Linked DNA regions of Mus musculus: regions 1 and 3 are each linked to region 2. Evidence: chromatin contacts called from public promoter capture Hi-C data. All regions are on one chromosome and are shown on one strand. The core of a region is the stretch at or near the end of the contact, and the rest is flanking DNA. Distances in the headings are between cores, read along the strand shown.

Evidence for each region. Promoter capture Hi-C pulls out the DNA fragments that hold promoters and counts their contacts.
Region 1: a contact with region 2 is called in a promoter capture Hi-C map of liver, with 6 times the contacts expected there. The contact joins the promoter of Ncbp1 here to the promoter of Exosc3 in region 2. A contact is called at or near these places in 13 of 39 promoter capture datasets (the 3T3-L1 cell line, 3T3-L1-derived adipocytes, the C10 cell line and 8 more), 5 of 115 datasets of contacts at active chromatin or transcription factors (bone marrow-derived macrophages, embryonic hindbrain, embryonic stem cells and 2 more) and 3 of 9 other capture datasets (adipose tissue, embryonic stem cells and liver).
Region 3: a promoter capture Hi-C map of cranial neural crest shows a contact between it and region 2. The contact joins the promoter of Tmod1 here to the promoter of Exosc3 in region 2. A contact is called at or near these places in 2 of 39 promoter capture datasets (the 3T3-L1 cell line and cranial neural crest).

What each region holds. Positions count from the first base shown.
Region 1 is chr4:46,136,660-46,139,980 of GRCm38.p6, forward strand. Ncbp1 (nuclear cap binding protein subunit 1) reads left to right here and starts at 1,852. Exons shown (of 23, transcript NM_001033201.3): 1 at 1,852-2,227. The coding sequence starts at 2,194. Tstd2 (thiosulfate sulfurtransferase (rhodanese)-like domain containing 2) reads right to left here and starts at 1,816. Exons shown (of 10, transcript NM_173033.3): 1 at 1,721-1,816.
Region 2 is chr4:45,318,464-45,322,004 of GRCm38.p6, forward strand. Exosc3 (exosome component 3) reads right to left here and starts at 2,153. Exons shown (of 4, transcript NM_025513.4): 1 at 1,808-2,153; 2 at 1,087-1,236. The coding sequence starts at 2,128.
Region 3 is chr4:46,037,338-46,040,687 of GRCm38.p6, forward strand. Tmod1 (tropomodulin 1) reads left to right here and starts at 1,885. Exons shown (of 10, transcript NM_021883.2): 1 at 1,885-1,972.

The DNA.
Region 1 (3,321 bases), core at 602-3,101, 820 kb after region 2:
ATAGTAGGGGCTGGCCTTGAGGTTCTAGTAATCCTAAATTTAAGATTCCCCTTGCCTCTACTTCTAGAATTCGGGGCCACTATACCAGGCCCAATGCTTTGCCATCCTTTGAAAGTCAGCAATCCACTTTGAACTACACTCACTTCTTATCTGATTTAGTAATGGTTAAGGTTTGGTTTCTAACCTTGGACCAAGGTGCATATTTTACATATCAAAGCAGACATGGTCTTCAGGTTCTCCCAGTATCCCATAGTCCCTATCTGGTATACCCTGTCCCAACCCTGAACCTTCCCCCAGAGGCTCCTCTCTATACAATCCAGACCTTTTGGCCTCCTTGTTGGGCCTCCTTCCCTTCTTTCTTTGCTCCTGTGTTCTTCCCTCCTCCACCCCCATCCCCATAGTGACTTCCCTGGTCTCAATCCTGGTAGCGGTCAGTGAACTCACCTGAGAGCAGATTCCCAATAAACCCATTTTTAATATATTCTCATCTGGCTCGAATTGGCTCATTTCAGGCAACTGGAGCCAGATGAGAATATATTAAAATCCTTTCTTGGAGGACTCTTCCAAAGTCTTACTCTGGATAATCTGTCCTCAATAGCAAAGGATGAGTGATAATTTGTACCACTCGCCCTTTGCTATTAAGTCCGTCAGACTACAGTACCTGTGATCATTCCTGAGAGGGTCACTTAGGGCTTCAGTATCCTGAACACCGTCTCGTTGTCCCATGTACAGACGGTGACAAATGTTAATTAATACAATATAGTACTTGCTGAATGAAATAAAGCAAGAGTTGAGGAGTCAGAGAAATAACTCTGTAGGTCCCTGACAGTTAGTCATGTAAATTTCAGAGCAGAGACCAACAGATAAAGAAAATAAGTCTTGATTCCTAAAATGTGAACAAGCTGGACTTTAGCAGAAGAACATGGTGGTTTACACACAATGACGGGAACAGAACCCAAGAAGCCATAGTTTGGAATTCGCAGTGGAAATTCCTGGAAAGATGGATTGCTTGCATGTACGAATAAATAAATGAAAAGAATAGAAAAACGATAATCTTTAAAATAAACAAAGAGAAGTAGAGCCGGAAAGATGGCAAGATGGCTCACTGGTTAAGAGTGCTTACTGCTCTAGCAGAAGACCCGGGATTCAGCACCCCCACCCCGCTCCCGCGCACTCTCCTCCTTGCTCACAGAGAGTCTGAAACTCCAGTTCCAGGATGATGTACAGACTTACAAATACATAAAATATTGCTTTAAGTCTGTGAAGAGTTTTAAGCATAGTAAATAAGTTTGACTAGACTTGCTCTCAGAGTATAGCAGGCAGTGTTAGTGGATAAACTGTAACACAGGAAGTGAAGGAGCTAATGACTCCTCCCTAAATTCTTGGATTTAAGCAAACTACCGAAACGGCCATTTACTGTAACAGGTAAGACTGAAGGAAAAGTTTGGGCTAGACCATGGACAAGACAGTTTGGTGTCCATCACAGGGCAGAGGACGTCCACATACTGTACACGTGCAGAGGAATAGAACAATTGGAACCACACCGATCAGTAGCTGGGGCGTCCGTCAGCTGGGAGAAGTAGGCAGTAGGACTACAGTGAGCAGATTCAGCCGGACGGGCCTGGATTCCCTACCGCTGAAAGTGGCTTGCCCTCCTCCCCGCTCAGGTCTCCCGAGGCGTCTACAGCGGGATGGCGAGAGAGAAAGAGAGAACACCTACCCGCAAACCCTAGGCCTTTCCTGGGTCTCCCTTCACCAACTTGGCGCTGCTCCCCGCCCTCGAGCCCACGCCCCCCGGCGCGCGCGTGCGCAGAGAGTCCCTGAGCCGTCACCTTTCTCCGGAAGTCTCCTAAGTCGTCGGCGCAGGGGCCGCCGGGAAAATCCCGCCGGGCCTGTATAAAGCCGAGGCGGGATCGCTGCGGCCCGGATAATTTAGCTCGCTGTCCAGAAGGGCCCGGGGTGGAAAGCCGGAGGAGGCGGCCGCAATTGGACTTGCAGACGCCGGCCTTCCACTGCGGAGCCCATCCGGTGCCCCTCTGCACGCGCTTCCGGCAGGCGTCGTAAGCGAGTGCGCCTGCGCGCCGCTCAGTCCGCGCGCCTCGCCGCTGACCGCGCACCGGCCGGCCGGCAGCCCGACGGTTCTGGGGTTGCAGGCGGCTAGCAACTCAGATCGGCTGCGCACCAGCAAGCAGCATGTCGCGGAGGCGGCACAGCTACGAGAACGATGGTAAGTGCTCTCGGCCTGGCCACTGCGTCCGGGTGAGAACCGAGGCCGGGCTCGCCTTCAGTCTCCCGGGAACGGATAGGAATCCTTTCTCCCCGGGAGGGCTCGGGGAGCCCCAAAGGGAGGCTGCTGGCTCGGTTGTGGATAGTGGCTTCGGGAAAGCGACGGCCTCCCTGCTACCCCATCTCCTTCAGTCATGGGAAAGGAAGGCCTGGTGAATCCCGTGAGCAAATCCGACCTGGGGTCCCGCGACACTGAGGACTTAATCCCTCACTACTGATCATGGAAACCGCACGTGTGTCTGTCTGCTGCTGCCTCTTAGGATCACTTAGTGGAGGAGATATATCTAGTGGACCAGTGTTTTCCTTTTAGCCCTCCAGGGTGTACTTGGAAAGGACCCTGGGAAGACAGGAAAAGAACAAAGCTATGACAGAGGTCGGATGTATTGCAATCTGAGCCCTTCTCCTCCACCTGCCACCCGCTGATTCCCCTCTTTTAGGCTTCAAAAAAAGAATACCAACACCCCAGAGGTCACTAATAAACAGGCACGGGGTGTTTTGTTGGATTGGCTTTAAGCATATTTCCCTTATAAGAAAGTGCAGGAAAACCCGAGCAGATTATTAATTCTCATGTCAGTTTTGATGGTCGCCGGCAAGGACGTCGTTGTGTTGCCATAAATTTTGTTTTGTTGCACCATTATTGCCTTTCAAGAACACACTTGGAGCTGTTAGTGTTAGGTCCAAAGGGTTAAGGCAAGAAAAAACTTTAGAACCGAAGGGTTTAGGTTCGAAGCTCGACATCTCGATTATTTACTATGTGATCTTGTCAGGGTCATATGACTTCTTAAACCTAAGCGTGGACTGTGGATAATACTAAGCCATTTGGTTTCTACGGGGGGCTAAATGAGATATTGTGCTCACCAGTAGTTCATGATGATGTTTATTTTGTCAACTGCTAATGTCTCAGAGGTGATACACACAGATAAATGCTGACATCGTTGAGAAAAAAAGCCCTCCCTCCCCCAAGTTTAATTGGGTTAGCTTCCTCCCTTGGAATGTTAAGACAACCAAGCGAATCCCATATAGTGGAGCCCCAGG
Region 2 (3,541 bases), core at 903-3,402:
CACCCGTGTAGCTGCTCACAACCTGTCATAACTCAAGTTTCAGGGGACCTGACCTTCCTGTCTGACCTCCACAAGAAGCTGTCACACAGCGTGCAAAAACATACATGTAGGCACACTTTCCTGTGCATACTTTAAAAATGCCTTGTAAGTCCCCACTGTTGTGGGTGATTACAAAACCTAGCGGGAATCATTACACCTTTTCCGGCTTCCTGGGCATGTGGTCCTGCACAGGGCAATGAGAATGAACCCAGTGTGTGGTGAATATGCAGGACAAGTGACGATGAGACAGTCATCAACTCAGTCAGCCTGGACCTCAAAGGTGATGTCTCCTAGGGCTGAGGACACAGCTCCAAACAGGAACACCATTAATAAAGACCCAAGGGAAGGAAACAAAGCCCAGTTACACTGTGAAGCTTAAATATGGTTCCATGAAGTAACAGAAACCACGAGGAAAGACCCCTGAGTACAATGCTCTCTGTGTGATTTGAACAATCCTTTTTTTAATGAGATTTTTTTTTTTAATGAGTTCATAAGATTGTTGCCCGCTCCTGTCAAAAGTGAGACAAAGGGGTTGGCATACAAAAGATAAGAGAAGGAACAAATAAGATTGAGTGACTAAAGACCCTTGAGAGTTGAAGAAAAAGCAGCAGAGAGGCCAGCACATTTCTGGCTCAGGTGTTCAGGAAGAACATGGCTAAACTACCCAGAAAGCCCAACCTGAAAACCTACAGAAACAAGATTACTCTTCTGTCAGCTCCAGCTCCAAGGATTTAGAGCCATGATGAACAGATAGCCAATAGTGCCCATGGCCCTTAGACTAGGGCCATTTTCCTCATGGGGTGGATTCAGACATGACAGGTAAGGAGGGGGATAGCAGATGTAACTCTTCAACCCGGTAGAAAAGAACCAAGGCTGCAAACATGACATACAGCAATACTTCTGGAGCCGCAGCGCCTGAGAAACTCTTATAAACTGTCTTGGAGAACTGGTTTATGCTTTGAAGACAATTCAAGTAGCCCTCTGGATAGTTAACTTTCTCGGGAGTGGATATTTTTTCTTGTTGAAACCAAAGACTCCCATTATTACCTGCACATTTGGTCTGTTTCTTTTAGTTGCCCCTTCAAATGCCAGGTAAGACAAAGACGCTGGCTCACTCCCTCCAACATCAACTTTGAATATATCTCCAGATTTAGCGATCACTATGCCAATCACGTGGTCCCCTTTCACAGGTACATACTAAAAGCAGAATGAAAGAACAGTCATAAATAATACAAATATCATTACAAAATATCTTCTGAAACTTTCATCTAGGTTGATCAGGGTGGGTCTCAACCTATCCAGCCAACTCATACTCCCCATGTAGCTGCAACTACAAAACCGGCCCGCACCAGTCCAACTTTATGAACGTCTAATTCACACTTGATCAAGTTTCAAGTTTTCTCAGCATCCTTTACAAGTCTGGTGGCACAAGAATCTTTACATTCAAGGAAACCCACTCCATTTGACATTATTCCTAAGTGAAAGCTCTTAATTATTCTATGGGAATTTTAATTCCCTGTGATTTATTTGGACTCATTGCAACTGGGACACCAAATGGCAACCCCGAGGCTTTGGGTTTTTCAAGACAAGATCTCACGGAACCTTTCTCTCCTGTCACCCTTCTCAGGATGTGTTCCTATTGTGGTTCCTCTAAAGAAGATGCAGAGAGGGGGCTAGAAGCCACCGCGGCTCTAGATTCGCCTTAACCTATGATCGCTTGCAGGGGGCCCACTTTCGCGGCAGCGCCGCCTCTCCGACATCCGCTCACCCGCTTCTGCTGCGAGTCCACCCAGTAAACGCCGCCGCCGCCTCCGCTGGGCTCCTTGTGACGCAGGCGGCCACACTTGGTGACCAGCAGACGGTCCCCGCAGCGTCGCAAACCTGGGCCACACACTACGCGCAGCCTCGGGCGCGCACCCGCATTCAGGCGTAACGGCTGCTCCCCGGCGCCGCCAAGGCCGTCTACGTCCTCGTGGTCCGGCAGCACCAGCTCCTCCCCGGGGAGAACCACCTGATTCAGCACCTTGTGCACGGCCCGTGCTCGGCAGCCCGCCACCGACTCCGGTCCCGCGGACAGTACTTCAGCCATGGCAGGCGTCACCATCGCAGCTTCCGGTATCTACTTCCGCTTCCGCTACCCGCCCACCAGGGTCATCTCTTTCCGGTGGTTGTGGGCTTTCTGAGTTGGACTTGAGCTTGGGAGATACTCGCTTCATCCCATGGGTGCTACTCCCTGCCCTGTGTCTGTAGCTTCACGGTACCTAATGTAACAATCTCCCACCTCCTCCCACACACATCACACCTTTTCACCTACTTGAGTTCATCTCTTCAGTGGCTTGGGAACATCGGTAACTCAGGAATTCTCCCAGCTACTTCTTTGGGAGCACACTAACAGCTATGTGAGAAACTGTTAAATCCAAAACCCACAATGTGCAAGAACTTAAGAACTTACAGTTTTCTGACTTTGGGGTTATCTGTGAAACCAGCGTTTCTCTGTCGGCATCTTCAATGAGTAATTGATTCAGTTCTCCAACAGCACTGAAGGCCTTGGCATTGACTGAGATCAGTTGCTTGATGCTTTGCTGCCAACTCGAGTTTATAGATTTTTTTTTTAGGGAAGGGGCATCACAATTCCTGCAAATTTGGTAAAATGCTGGCAAGCCATTTAATCCCTGGATATAAGGGACAACTGAAATACAAGTGCCCCAGCCAAGTTGTTAATTAGTGCTATTGAAAGACTGAGAGTAAGACTCCGAGGTAGGCAGATAAGGAGAGGAGCCACGGCTAGGTAACAGGTGATGAATTGTCAAGTTGGCTAACTTCTTCCTCAACCTCAACCTCCTAACTCAATACAAGCTTAGCAGCCTCAAAAAAAGGCTGTGTAGGCTTTTGTGTAGAGGGTAGGAGGGCATGTGCTTCCAGGTAGTCCTATAGAAACCAGAATTGTTAAACATGCAGATCTTTTTCTTCAATGGAAGAAATTGACAGCTATTCACTTGGAAGGCTGGAATGGAGGTTGTTGAATACCAGGTAATTTTACCATTCTGTGGAGCTAGCTCTCACCTGAATCCCCCTTTTCCTGAGCATTTCCAGTCCATAGACTCCATCCTTATAAGAGAGATCTCATGGATTTGAAAAAGAGTTTGCTATTATGATTATAAAAACCTTTCCTCCCTAGGCTCTTCTCCTGAGCATGTTTTCTCAGTCAACAGAACCCACTCTTGTGGAAGAGGTCATGGTGCTTTTCAAGAAAACATGCACTTTGCAAGGGAGTTTAGATATAACCGTGTCCTAAGCTTTGTGGTAATAGTTGTCACAAGAAAACCTTTTTTTTTTTCTTTTGAAAGTTTTACTGTTTAAATAAGTAATAAATAAATAAATAAAAATAAACTGGAGTCAGACTCCCGAAGTTTGTACCAGCCCGGCTAAGTCATGCTGAACCACGTTTACTTCTTACTTTCTGGGGATCCGCTGGCAGCAGAGCTTGCAGGGACCCCCACAC
Region 3 (3,350 bases), core at 635-3,134, 720 kb after region 2:
CATCCAATAGCTGCAAAGTCATGATTTTTATAGCCATGTCTTTCAGCAGCAGAAAAGAACACAGATCCCTGAATTGTACACAACCAAAGGAAGCCTTTCCTATTTCCCTGACTTAAACATTTCCATTCTTAAAGCATTTATGTTTTTTGATGGAAGGATAAAATTAGTGTGATGTGAGGTCGCTTGACACACACATGAATTTAGCCACTAGCCTGTATTGAAGTCCGGAGTCCATTCCCAGTGGACCAGAGCCCTGCCTGTGAGAGACTAAGGTAGCAAAGTACCAGACACAGCTGGCAGAGCACCTGGGAGCCAGAGACAGCTGTCTTTAAAAGGCTGGAGGAGAAAGAGCAAAGTGGAAGGATACGCACTGTTGCATATTACATATGTGGTATATGGTATGTGTCCATATTGTGTTGATATATTGGGTATTTCGGTAAAAATAGGCAAGAAGTTTGAACGAACACTTCACAAAAAAAGAAAATCCAGCTGGCCAATAAACAAAAAGGTGTCAGCAAATGTGAACACAGGGCATTGGTGTTGTGGATCAAAGCCTCAATGAATGCGGCTCCTCTCTACCAGTGTAGCTACAATGTAGCAATTCTTGTTAAACCGAAGTGGTTTAACTTAAGTGGGAACCACTTGCAAGTAGCATTAATCCTCTGCTCATCTCTCCTAGAGACTCAACTCTCCAACTCAGCTTCCTGCAGACCATGAGAAAGAATAATCTGAGCCACACTAATATTCTGAATTTCCACTACTAGCAAAGTACACTTTTAAAATAGGATGCATTCATATGGAAATACCATATTATGTTCATATGGTAAATTCGCTGGGGATGAAACCTATAAATTGAACAGTAGGAAAGAATGGTGCGTCACAAATTAGCCTCAGCAGCGAGCAAGAGGCACCAACCTGACAATAAGGGCAAGACTTCTGGAAGGGTCCACAAAACAGTGTCTTAGAAGGGAGAGGTGGGTGACTGGGGAGCGGGGTCAGGCTGTTGGTTGGCTTGCACAGGTGTTCTTACTATAAAATTCAGAAAGCTACACACTAATATGTGCCCTGAAAGTATTTACACCCACAACAAAACGCTTAAAAATAAGTCCTTGGGAATAGTAAGTCCCTGCTTTGTTTAAAAATACACCCCACTTCTCCCTTGAAAAGGACATTCTTAATAGGGCGAGGGTTTTATAATACAGTAATGCATTAGGAAAATACTTTTCAGCGTTTCTCCTTAGGCATCTAGGAATTAAGATTTCCCTCACCAAAAAATACGGTAGGATAATCCAACGGAGATGTTCCCTGTGCCTGTTTGGATTCGTTGGTAGGAGCCGTTTGTTTATTGAAACACTTAAAGGCTTCGGTTTGGGTTTAAGTGGTTTGTTCTGGAGAGAACACATTAGCCTTTTAAGAAGGAGGAACTTTCATTCCGATTATTTTAAGTGGTGATTTCGGACGCTCCAGTCTCAATGCTGTGTAGGGAGAAGGCGTTCAATTCTGCGTTGGAATTGCACGTCCACAGATGGTTATTAAGCCCTGGGCCCGTGCCAGTCCTGGCCGAGGGGACAGGTTGCCTCTTCAAAGGAAGCTAGGTGTAGCTGTGCTGACTTTACTGGAACATTCTAGACGAGAGTAAAGATCTGCGCGACTTTGTCCAGATACCTCCAACGTAGCATAAAATCAAGTTGGAGAAACCGAGAACAAGGCAGGGAACCACACATTCCCCTGCCTCCGGGGCTGGGGTGGCCCTAGATCCTAATAGCGAGTGTTGCTCCCAGGCCGGGGACCGCGCAGCACCCTGTCGCCCCTGGTAGAGCAGGAGGGCGGGGAGGGCGGCGGGTTGGGGCGGGGCGCGGTGACAGCAGAACAGGGCCCGCCCCCGGCTTCCCACCCGCGGCCGCCAGGGAACTCGCCAAGCCCCGCGTTCCGCTCATTGCCGCCGCCCGCGCTCGCGCCACCCCGCATCCCGGTAAGACCCCCCGCCCGCCATCCCTAGGTCCCCCTCGGCCTCGCGGGGCTCCCTGCCGCCGCGCCGGGGCGCAGCCATATCTGGGCAAAATATTCAGCTGTCGCAGCCGCTGAGAAGGGACTGAGCACGGTTCCCTCTATAAATAGCCGCCGCCTCGGGTGGCCTTCGGGGATCGGGGTCCGGTTCCCCAGCCTGATGATCGGGTCGCTGGCGCTAAGCGTCCCTGCAGCCTGATGCGCCCAACCCTAGTCAGGGCGCCCGGGGCACTAGACCTGGTCTCCCGGGGACCTTGGGAGCCGCCCGGGGTGCCTTGGGCATTGGCACGTTGTGAGCTGGTCACGAGCCCTCCTGGGAGTCTGGGGAGGAAGGGGATACACGCTCGGGGGACGCTGAGTCCTCTGAGCACCGATCTGGCCGGCGCCTGAAAAGTTTCCCAAACTGCTGGAACTAGCTGAGGTTTAAAGCACCAGCTGCGCTTGCCTCGCTGCGCGCAACCAGGTAGAGGCAGGAGGCCACTGGTTGTCTCCAGTTTGAGGGGCGGCCTAGGCAACCCTCCTTTCTTTTCTGGATCTCGTTTTCCTGTTTGTAAGGTGAAGTTAGGGTCCTTCAAAGAGATGGTACCCGGGGCCACGAGAGTGGCCAGGGCGTGCTCTGAACTGCCTACACTCCCCTGCACCTGTTCTGCAGTTTCAGGCAGGGTAAGGATGCTGAGGACACAGCTGCAAAAGTCAGAGACTTTGGTGGCTCTTGGAACTCAAATCCTGGCCTAGGACCCACTGTGGCCCTCGGAATAGCCTGGGAAGTGTGCCTGGGGTGTTTGGGAGCATCTCTAGGCTGAGTTGCTAGCAGCACCTCGGCAAAACAAGTGACCAAATGAACTGGGCAGGCTCAGGCAATTCAGTTCCCTGTGTGGCACCTGTGATAACTCCCTTAACCCGGAACCTCCCCAGCTCTCTGTTTAGTTACCTCTCTCAGCTTTCCCCATGAGATTCCGAAGACCTGGCAGAGCCAGACTCTAAACCCAGATTCTGGGTTCTTTCTTAGTGGGGGCTCCCTCCCACAGGGTTTATCTTTCACCCTGGGTCCCACTGTTGCCCCTGTAAGGGCTTCAGAACCCTTTGCTCAAGGTCATGCCAACCCCCACTGCAGTCTGCTTGCCTTTCCTGTCTCTACCGACCTTTCCTGGCAGGTTTGGGGACTCTGCACCCCTCTTTTGTGATCTGCTAATGTCTGGGACTTTCCCAGGCTGGAGTAATAGTGTGGAGAGTCTAGTAATAGATCCTGAAGATCGCTCCGTTTTCTCTAAAGCTATCTCCGGGCTTCACAGATAAATGAGTGAAAGGGGAATCACCCAATAGGAAGATTCTCACCGACTTCA